Linked DNA regions of Arachis hypogaea: all the other regions are linked to region 1. A link is a contact called in public Hi-C data. All regions are on one chromosome and are shown on one strand. Each heading gives the region's core, a stretch centred on a gene start, on an enhancer-like site or on the middle of the called end of the contact. The rest is flanking DNA. Distances are from core to core; before and after follow the strand shown.

Region 1 (3,179 bases), core at 478-2,977:
GATAAAAGCAGGCTTTTCTGCTCGGTTTCGTCCGTAATGATTTGTTTTTCTTGGCCCATTACATGATAAAAATTCGAGATCATTGACCTACTCATACCATTTCAATTGTGTTCATTTAAAAAACTTTCATTGGGTGTGACATACAACTTTACTATTTTATAATGGCTAAGCCGAGAGCTCGATTGAGAAAACCATGTAAAGCATTGTATAAAACCGATAACAGCAAACCTATGTGCTCCTAATGTTCCCCTACAAATATTTATATTTTACAAAAAAATTAGTAATATATTTATATTTATAAAATTATATTTTATATATTTTTCAATAAAATAATTAATTATCAGAATAATTAAATAGTTTATAGTCTAATAATTAATTTACCGTGGTAGAATAATTTATTTTTAAAGTAATATAATAAGATTTTTTTTGTATACACCAAATTTATATCTTTAATGGTAGTTAATTAGTGACTAAGTTTTAGTATTTATACATTATATATTATGGTTGTTATATGTTATTTATGAATTTTAAAAATAAAGTAGTGTTAGTTAGTTTGTGATCTTAAGGTGTAAATAATATTTTTTTTAACTTTTTACACTGAATTAACCTTTTTATCTTTTTCTTATATATTGGGATTAGACGAGATGTTAAACTTATTCTATATTTTAATACTTTCAAAAAAGAAAAGATATATATAAGATAAGAGGAAGTACAAGTGATATTTTTGAATGTTGTTAGGTTTTGTTTCAGAAATAGAAAAATAAAGATATAAAAATAAAAATGAATATTTTCTATTTTTTGTCTTCAAAATGAAAGAAAATTTTATATTTCTCTTGGTAGCTAAATAAATTTTTATATATTTATCTAATTATTTTTATTTCCAAGATACTATGAATGTATTAATTACTCTTTGCATTGTCTCTTACATACATAAAAATTTCATCAATTATTTTTATTATAAAAATAAAAATATATAAAAATAGTCTATGTATATAAACCGTAGTATCTATAATGTATGGACACTGATACGAACACGGGATATGATATGATATGGGACACGCCGACACGTAAATTTAAAATTCTTTCAAGACATGAGAACACCATACTGTCCATATATATATATATATATATATAAAATATAAAGTATTTTTTAAATAAATTGTAATAATATTTTTGTATTTTATTAATATTAAAATATAAATTAATTTTTAATTATTTTTAATATCTTTTTTTAATTATATAAAGTATTTAAAATATATTTTATTTTAATAATTAATAATATATATTATTTCTAAACTTATTTTAAGAATATATGTCAAGAATAAGATTGGATATGCTGACGTATGATTGTATTTAGGTGTATTTAAGTGTTTTCAAAGAGAATTATTTTATTTTTTATTAAAATACGAATGGGTACAGAAGATACGTATATCGGATGAGTATCGATGTGTGTCGTTCTAGAAATGTATCTAATACGGAGACACGACAAATTAAGAAAGTGTCCGTGATTTATATAATGAATTTAGATCTTCTAAATTTTGAATTTTATGTAAAGCGTGATCTTTTATCTTTTAATAATTTTTTTTAATATTTTTTTATTCTATCTATAAAATAAATAATAAAAGATTATATTTTATCTTTTAAAATAAAATTTAAAATTTAGATGATCCAAATTCTTATTCTTATATATAGGTGTATATTATAACATTCTGTTAAAAAAAGAAAACGGTCTATACATAAATAAACATCAAGTAAATTAATAATAATCTGAAAAGGATACAGATTTGTCCAAGTATTGTTGCTTCCTCTCTCGTCTTTTTTCCCCTTTTCATCCCCTTAGGGTTTCTATTTTATTCGGTTTTCTCTTCAATTTTCTAACACAATCGCTTCCAACAGCTTCCATCTATAGAACACCTCAAATATTTTTCTGTGAACTTGTTAACCTAATCTCCAATTAAATCAACTTGTATTTGCCTTTTTTTGCAACTAGAACATCTCAATTCATCAGAGATTTCCCGATTAGGGTATGGACTTTTTGTTCCTTGCTAGGTTTTCAGCTAGTAACTGTAAATTTTGCGTGATTATGGTAAAATTGGCTAAGATTTATTTTGATCATGGTTAATTATTGATTGTTATGATAATCTTGTTGGTTGTGTGCACTGAACAATTCCTAATCATGCAGATGTAGTGATTCTCTCTGATTATTTTTTTGACTTTGCTCGGTACATTTACATTATTGTGGAGAATGATAGCTAAGCTTCTGGAAATCTATCTTTTAGGTTATCGTTGAGATCCTATCAGTGATTTTCTGAGTTATTTAAAATCTTTATGTATTGATCTGGCTGAGAAAATGTGATGAACCTGGGATTTATGAGTGTTGAAGCCATCATTGTTTTCTGAAACTATTTATTAGTGGATATTGATGAACTTAGTGTGGTCAAACTCAAACCGTCAAGACATCTATTTACTTGCTAGGTTTTGTCATTGAGAAATTTTGTTTCTAAATTTGTTTTACATGATAATGTCACCTTTTATATCTAATTAGCAGCTGAAAATAAGCTGTGAAACATGACCTGCTTGTTGTATGGTTCTGATGTGATCATTCATTATCGGACTTTTATGTTTGAGATGAAGTATGGGCGGAATGAAGTATTTTGCTGCCTTAGTATATGAACTTTCACAACCTTGGATATTTCATTAACTTAAAAGAAAGATTAGGATCACAACCTAATTTGAGCATATTTTTTTGTGATCTGATTGATGGTATGAATCTACTTAATGGGTCGGTTCTCACATACATTGGATGGCGCAATCTCCTAGTCCTATTAGGGTCTTCAATTGTGAATTAATTTATTTAACTAAACAACAATATCAGAAAGCAGGATAACAAGAACACTTAAATCATAGTTATCATCAAGAAGGCCATTTGCTTTCATCCAACAAAATGGCAGATCAGAGAGTAAAGGTAACTTCAACAAGTTATTGTAATCCTTCTTTCTGATATTGCTGTTTATTTAGATAGATTTATTTACAATTGAAGAACCATGCCTAAAATAGGACTAGGAGACTGCAGGATTACAAGAACTCTTTGAAGTTACCTTTACTCTCTGATCTGCCATTCTGCTTGATGAAGGCAAATGTAATTGAAAATAACTATGATTTAAGTCCTAAACATTTTT
Region 2 (3,179 bases), core at 282-2,781, 310 kb after region 1:
CTTCTTTTTTTCCTTATTTATTTATTTCTTTTAGTTGAATGAATGTAAATTCATCATCTTCCAAGTAATTTTGTACCATTATGTGTTTCTTCTTCTTCTTTGTTTGATTTTTTTTGTTTTTATTCTTGTTAAAAGAGTAAAATAAGAAAAAATTTGAGATGAATAAAAAAAAAAGATGATGATAATGATGATAATAAAAAAGAAGAAGAAGAAGCAGCAGAAGATGAAGAGGAGGGAGAAGAAGAGTTTTGAATTATGCAAAATTTATCAGCACACATACACAAAAAATTCTTAAAGAATACACCCAAATATCTTCGTGTTACACCCAAATTTACTGCAAATACAGAAAAATATTTTCTTTAATAGCGAACTTTTACATTACATTCAATTCAAATAATCAACGATGAAACAGTATTCACCTACAGAATCATAAACTACTAACGAAAAAATTAACTAGAATCGAACCACATCTCAGCTACTTGATTGGATTCAAAACAATAATCAATTTCGTTTTGGTTCAATTAATAATCTGAAGTTGAGTTATTCATTATCTTCAACAACGAGATAAGGAGGAGAAGGAGGAAAAGGAAAGAGGAGAAGAAATTTCAATGAAAAAGAAGGAGGAAGAGGAGGAGGAGGAGGAGGTGATGGTGTTGGTGACGACGATAACGAAAGAGAAGAAGAAGAACGTGCAGTAATGGCACGAAGAAGAACATGCACGCATTGATTGAAATTTGTTAAATTAAGAAGCGCGTGAAATATGCGTGCGTAAGACGTGCATGTGAGAATAATTTAGGGAAAAATGACTTATATGAACTTGTATAGTAAAATAGCTTGTATGTGGAGAATAATTGATATACATATTTATTAAAATATTTTTAGTTATTAAAAAAATATTATTAAGGTTTTAATTTTTATTTCTCTTATGTTTTTATTTTTTTGAGATATTAAAAAGACTAAAATTGTATTCTAAAATTTTAATTTTAATTTTACTAATTACTAAATATAATACTAAATCTCAATACTCAATTCTTTTAATATTAAATACAATATTAAATCTCAATACTCAATACAAAGGAAAAAGATTTCTAAAATGACAATGTTAGTAAAGTGATAAAGTGATATTTTAATCACTTTTGAATTTATAATATTTATTATCTATGAATACATTGTCTTAATTTAATGGTGATTAATAGTATACTTTTTTCTACAATACAATTTTAGAGGAATTGGGTCCTAATATAAATGGATTTGAATTTTCTAAAGTTTGGATTTCACTTTAAAGAAAAAAGTGTGATCTCTCACTATTGATTTTATAGGTGAGACCAAGAATAAATATAAAAAAGAAACTATTCAAAAGTAGAAGATCACACTTTACTCTTTAAAGTGAAATTCAAACTTTAGAAGATCCGAATGGAATATAAACGCTACTCGAATAATTCTTACAACATTTTTTAATTAAAAAAAGAACTATACACACATATACTGATGTACAAGTGTATATACAGTGTACAAGTAGGTGTGGCCCTACGACAATCCAAATATCACTTCTACCCACCACTTATCGCACAATCCTTATCCGCATTGGTCCACCATCTCGTCTTTTTTTCTGCCCTCTCTCTAGTCTCTCCTCTTCAATCTCTCGACACAATCACATATCTTTTTCCCTCATTCTCATCCCTTTCGCTTTATTTATCTTCTTTCCCACTCAAACCAAAACCCTCCCTCTTTCTCGTTCTCAGCAACCCCCTCCAACTCCAATTAATCGCTGCGCTTTCACGCACACACCTTTTTTATCCGATTAAGAAGAGCGAGGGTATTCTTGTCAATTCACCTGTATGGCGTTGTTTGGGGTTATGGAGATGGCAACAGCTGTCGACATACTGTCCGACCTTGTTGTGTTCATCGCTCCGCTTTGGATTGCCGTTATAGTCGGCGTTGTCCTCGGTTGGGCCTGGAAGCCCAAGTGGGCCGACAACTTGGCTTCCATCGAGCCCACCTCCAACAACTACCTCCCCAAGCTTCGCCTCCCTTCTTGGGCTGCTTTGGGTTCCACCTCTGGTCCCCACACCGACCTTTCTTCCTTCTCCGTTTCCACCAGGTGCGCTTTGAAATTCAGTTGAATTCAGTTATGTTTCTGTTTTTTTTTCCGGTTTCGTTGCTGATTTGTATAACCGTTTTTCGGTTTCTTGCTACTTGCCACGTGGCACACACAGTTCGGGTGCGGGGTCGAGTTCGTTGCAACGGAATGATGGGGAGAACGAGGTTAGTGCTTTGGTGACGGAACAGGACTTGAAGCACTTGAGTATGTTAGTTGAAGAAAAAGATGGTGGACCCGCGTGGATTCAGATGATGGACCGTTCTACCCCTACTATGAGCTACCAAGCTTGGCGTAGGGACCCTGAGGTACTCATTACACACCTTTCAAAATTCGTTATTCTTGTAAATGCAAGAACTGTGGCTGCATCTGAAGTCACAACCACAATCTAAACCACAAATGCTATAGTAACGGTGACCGAATTTTGAGACCAATTGCATTGCATGATACATTCTGGGTGCTGACTTGGTTTTGGATGAATTTGAATGTGTTTGCATTTGTTAGACTGGGCCGCCGCAGTACCGAAGTAGAACCGTGTATGAAGATGCAACTCCTGAGCTGTTGAGGGATTTCTTCTGGGATGACGAGTATCGGTTGAAGTGGGATGACATGCTTATACATGCTTCAACCTTACAAGAGTGCCCTGTTACTGGGACTATGATGGTGCATTGGGTTCGCAAGGTAAGTACTGGACACCGGAGTCAATTCAACTTCCTTTTGGATTTAGATGTTTCTTGCAACTGCCTTTGGCATATTCTCATGTGTTGCGAATTGCAATTCTCGCTTGCTGCAGTTCCCCTTCTTTTGCAGTGATAGAGAATATATCATTGGTAGAAGAATTTGGGATGCTGGACAAGCTTACTACTGCGTAACAAAGGTTTGTAAATGTTTTCTCTGCTGTCTAATAGTGTGAAATGGTGATGGCTTTGTAACGAAGACTTGTGATGTTGCAATTTAGCTTTCAGTTTTTTAGTTGAAAATTTGACTATTATCAAGTTTCTAGGATACTTCAGCTCAAAAGAATCACTGTCTTATTGTCATAAAAAATTTATGTTGATTCATCTTGATTCATCTTGATTAT
Region 3 (3,179 bases), core at 290-2,789, 300 kb before region 1:
ACAATGCAAATTATTTCTAAACTTATTCCAAAAAATATAAGCTAAAGAAAAACATTTTAAAAACGCCATAAAAAATTTTGATCACTCTTCTCTTTTTTTCATTTTAAAAATATGGTTGAGTTATGACCACATCGTGTTCAGGAATTGTCACGCAGGAAATAATAGAGAGCTTAATTCATATGAACCATCGGTATATCACTCTTTTATCCATGAACTAGCAGTCCAACACCTCATTGGATATCAACAGTAAATAAAATTTAAAAGCAGAAATAAATAAATTGAAAAGTAAAGAACGGAAGAATGGAGGATCACCGTAAGAGGTTATAGTGAGGGAGAGAACAGGTCCTCTATGAGCATGCCAAGACAAGCACTCCTTGAAAGGATTCCTCAACTTCCTATTATCCTCCAAAACCACACGATCACCATCACCGTCACCATCACCACCGTCCATCACCCAGCACCTTATTCTTCCATCCCTGTGCCCGCTCCACACTACTCTGTTCCCATCGTCCGCCACCAAGCACATCGCCGCCGACGTCCATACTGATTCCCGAAACGGCACACTCTCTTCGTCCCCAACCCTAACGTTGCATCCTCCTCCTCCTTCTCCATCTCCATCCCCTTCTTCCCAAGAACAATACAGATCTTTGAAGTTCCAGAACCTCACGCCACATTCCGATGCCGCCCACAGCTGCGACTCCGTGCCGGAAATTGCCCTCAGGAACCGACCGACCTGCGTCTCGCGGAGAGGGTGAGGCCGGAGTTCGAGACTAGGCGGCCGCAAGGGATGGACCGCCGCGCGGGGTGGGAGGCGGAAGATTCCTGTGCCGCCGCCTCGGGAGACGAATTCCCGCATCGGGCGGTTGCTACTTTGGTCGGAGGAGGGAGCGGTGGAGGTGGAGAGCTTGCGGTCGAGAAACTGGAGCATGCAGTCGAGGCGCTTGGTGGTGGAGTGGATGGAAGCAGCTGAGGGCGTAACGACGTCGTTATCATCGTCGTCATCGGAAGAAGGGAAGTACATAAGGGTGGGAGAGTGGTGGTGGCGAGTGTGTGAGGATGAAACGACGTCGTTTTGGTTGAAAGGTGGATCCATTATTGTCGTTTAGTTGCTATTGCGAGGATCGGAGGAAATATAGGGATAGAGCCAGAGGCAGGATGAAACGGCGTTGTTTGTGGGGAAACGGCGTTGTTTGTGGGGATTTTGCTGAGAGTGTTGGATTGAGTTGAAATTGGTTGGGAGAAAAAAGGGGAGACTGGGAGAGGAAGAAGGGAGAGTGGGAATAATTGAGATTTGAGAAGTGAAAGTGGAATTTGGACAGGTGAGCTGTGAGCTGTGAGCTGTGAGCTGTGAGCTGACCCGGTTGTTTGTTCGAGCACAACACAACATGCCTTGCCTTACTTTTCTTTAGGTATGTTCTTTTGTCTTTACGTTGTTACCTGTTTGTTGTATGTAGAGATGGCAATGGCTTTCCACCTTCTAGTAAAATGTATCCCATCATCATCTTATTTTTGCTTTGGGTTTCCCTTTTTTTTTCCGCAAGGGAGAATGATACCTGTAGGTATTTATAAATATTAATTTTAATTTTTTTAAAAAAAATCAGTACAATTATAATAAAATTGGATGTACAATTTAATTAAATATATTAAATCAAATATAATTCAAACACAAATTTAATATAATAAATAAATCATTTTAACCCTAAAAAATTATAAAAAAAATTATCCCTTTTACGTTTATGTTATGACAATATATTGTAGAAGAAAAAATTGCAAAATTCAATTCAATTTATCTTAATCCATTAGTTAACATGTTGGTCTCCGTTAGCCTCTCCGTCGTGCTGTGATTTTTTTTTTTTTGTCATTTCTAGTTATATTTTGCCTTTATTTTTTCAAAGCTAAGATATGAGTTAAGTACGATTTTGGTCATTAAGGTATGTGTCAAAAAAAATTTTCGTCTTCAACCTTTTTTGCATACAAAATCATCTCTAAGATTTAACTTGGTTTTAAAATCATCCTTCGAACCAAAATACCATTCTCCTTTTTCACCAAAATATTCTGTTCTTCTTCTCCATCACAGCATCTCTTCTTCTTTTTCTTCTTCTTCTTCTTCTTCATCATGAGTTGCACAATCAGAAGAACACAAGAAATCAAAAGAACAATGAAATCAGAAGAAGAACAAAATCAGAAACGCAATAACAATGAATTCAAAGAAATAGAATCAGAATCAGAAGCACAGCAACAATGAAAACAGAATCAAAATCACAAGCAGGAGAAACAGAAGCCATCAAACCAACCTCCAGCCGCCGCCACCCTCATTGCGCCGGTTCTACCCTCTTTACTCCCCTTCTTTTCTTCTTCCTCTTCCTCCCAACTGCCACCCACCATCGCCGTCCTTCGAAAGCCAGAACACATCACAGTGCCGCCACATCTCTCTCTCTCTCTCCATTATCCATCGCCGAGGTAACCTCCATCTCCGCGGTTCCACCTCTCTCTTCCCCCCTCCGCGAACCCAACACCTACGAACCCTAGCACCGCCCAGGCCGTCGTGACACCTCCTTCCTTCGTCCCTCCTCAATCTAGTCGTTCACCCATGCTCGCCATCAATTCTCCCATTGAACACAGACCGCCGAAGCCGGCCTCTTTTCTCCACAAGCTCGCTGCCGCCGCTGATTCGCCACCGCATGCCCCATTGTCCCAACCACCGGTGAGCTTCCCATTTTTCTTCTTCTTCCCCTCTCTCCTTTCCTCCACTGTGACAAAGGTCGCGACCTCTATTTCTGTTCCTGCAGCTACCAGCGTCAGTGACAACCACAGCCACTACCTTGTCGCTGTCGCTGCTTCCCTCACCACCATTTTCCCTTCCCCGTGGTTCTACTTCTCTCTCACAACTCCAAAACTCTTTCTCTATCTTTTTCTTTTTTTTATTTTATAATTGTTTTTGTTAGGTATAATTTGGTAATAAAATTTAAGATTTAATTAAAAAGGACAATTTTAAAACCACGTTAAATTTTAGAGACAATTTTGTATGCAAAAAAAGATTGAGGACGAAAAAAATTTTTTGCCTATACCTTAGGGACCGAAATCGTACTTAACCCTTAAGATATTTTATTCAATAAGGATAAAATAGATATTGTCCATATTTAGGATAATAAACACAAGAAAGGGAATTTCCCAAAAGC

The links. Hi-C and Micro-C count contacts between places; a contact is called where the count stands out from the background.
Region 2: a Hi-C map of an unstated tissue shows a contact between it and region 1, with 3 times the contacts expected there. The contact joins the promoter of LOC112777525 here to the promoter of LOC112779337 in region 1. A contact is called at or near these places in 2 of 8 Hi-C or Micro-C datasets (leaf and an unstated tissue).
Region 3: a Hi-C map of leaf shows a contact between it and region 1, with 3 times the contacts expected there. The contact joins the promoter of LOC112779323 here to the promoter of LOC112779337 in region 1. A contact is called at or near these places in 3 of 8 Hi-C or Micro-C datasets (all in leaf).

Annotation. Positions count from the first base shown.
Region 1 is chr19:97,713,577-97,716,755 of arahy.Tifrunner.gnm2.J5K5, forward strand. It overlaps LOC112779337 (putative lysine-specific demethylase JMJ16), which reads left to right and starts at 1,728. Exons shown (of 13, transcript XM_025823579.3): 1 at 1,728-2,024.
Region 2 is chr19:98,021,477-98,024,655 of arahy.Tifrunner.gnm2.J5K5, forward strand. LOC112777525 reads left to right here and starts at 1,532. Exons shown (of 7, transcript XM_025821912.3): 1 at 1,532-2,101; 2 at 2,217-2,406; 3 at 2,603-2,779; 4 at 2,892-2,975. The coding sequence starts at 1,839.
Region 3 is chr19:97,418,308-97,421,486 of arahy.Tifrunner.gnm2.J5K5, forward strand. It overlaps LOC112779323 (type II inositol polyphosphate 5-phosphatase 15), which reads right to left and starts at 1,540. Exons shown (of 12, transcript XM_029296008.2): 1 at 313-1,540. The coding sequence starts at 1,093.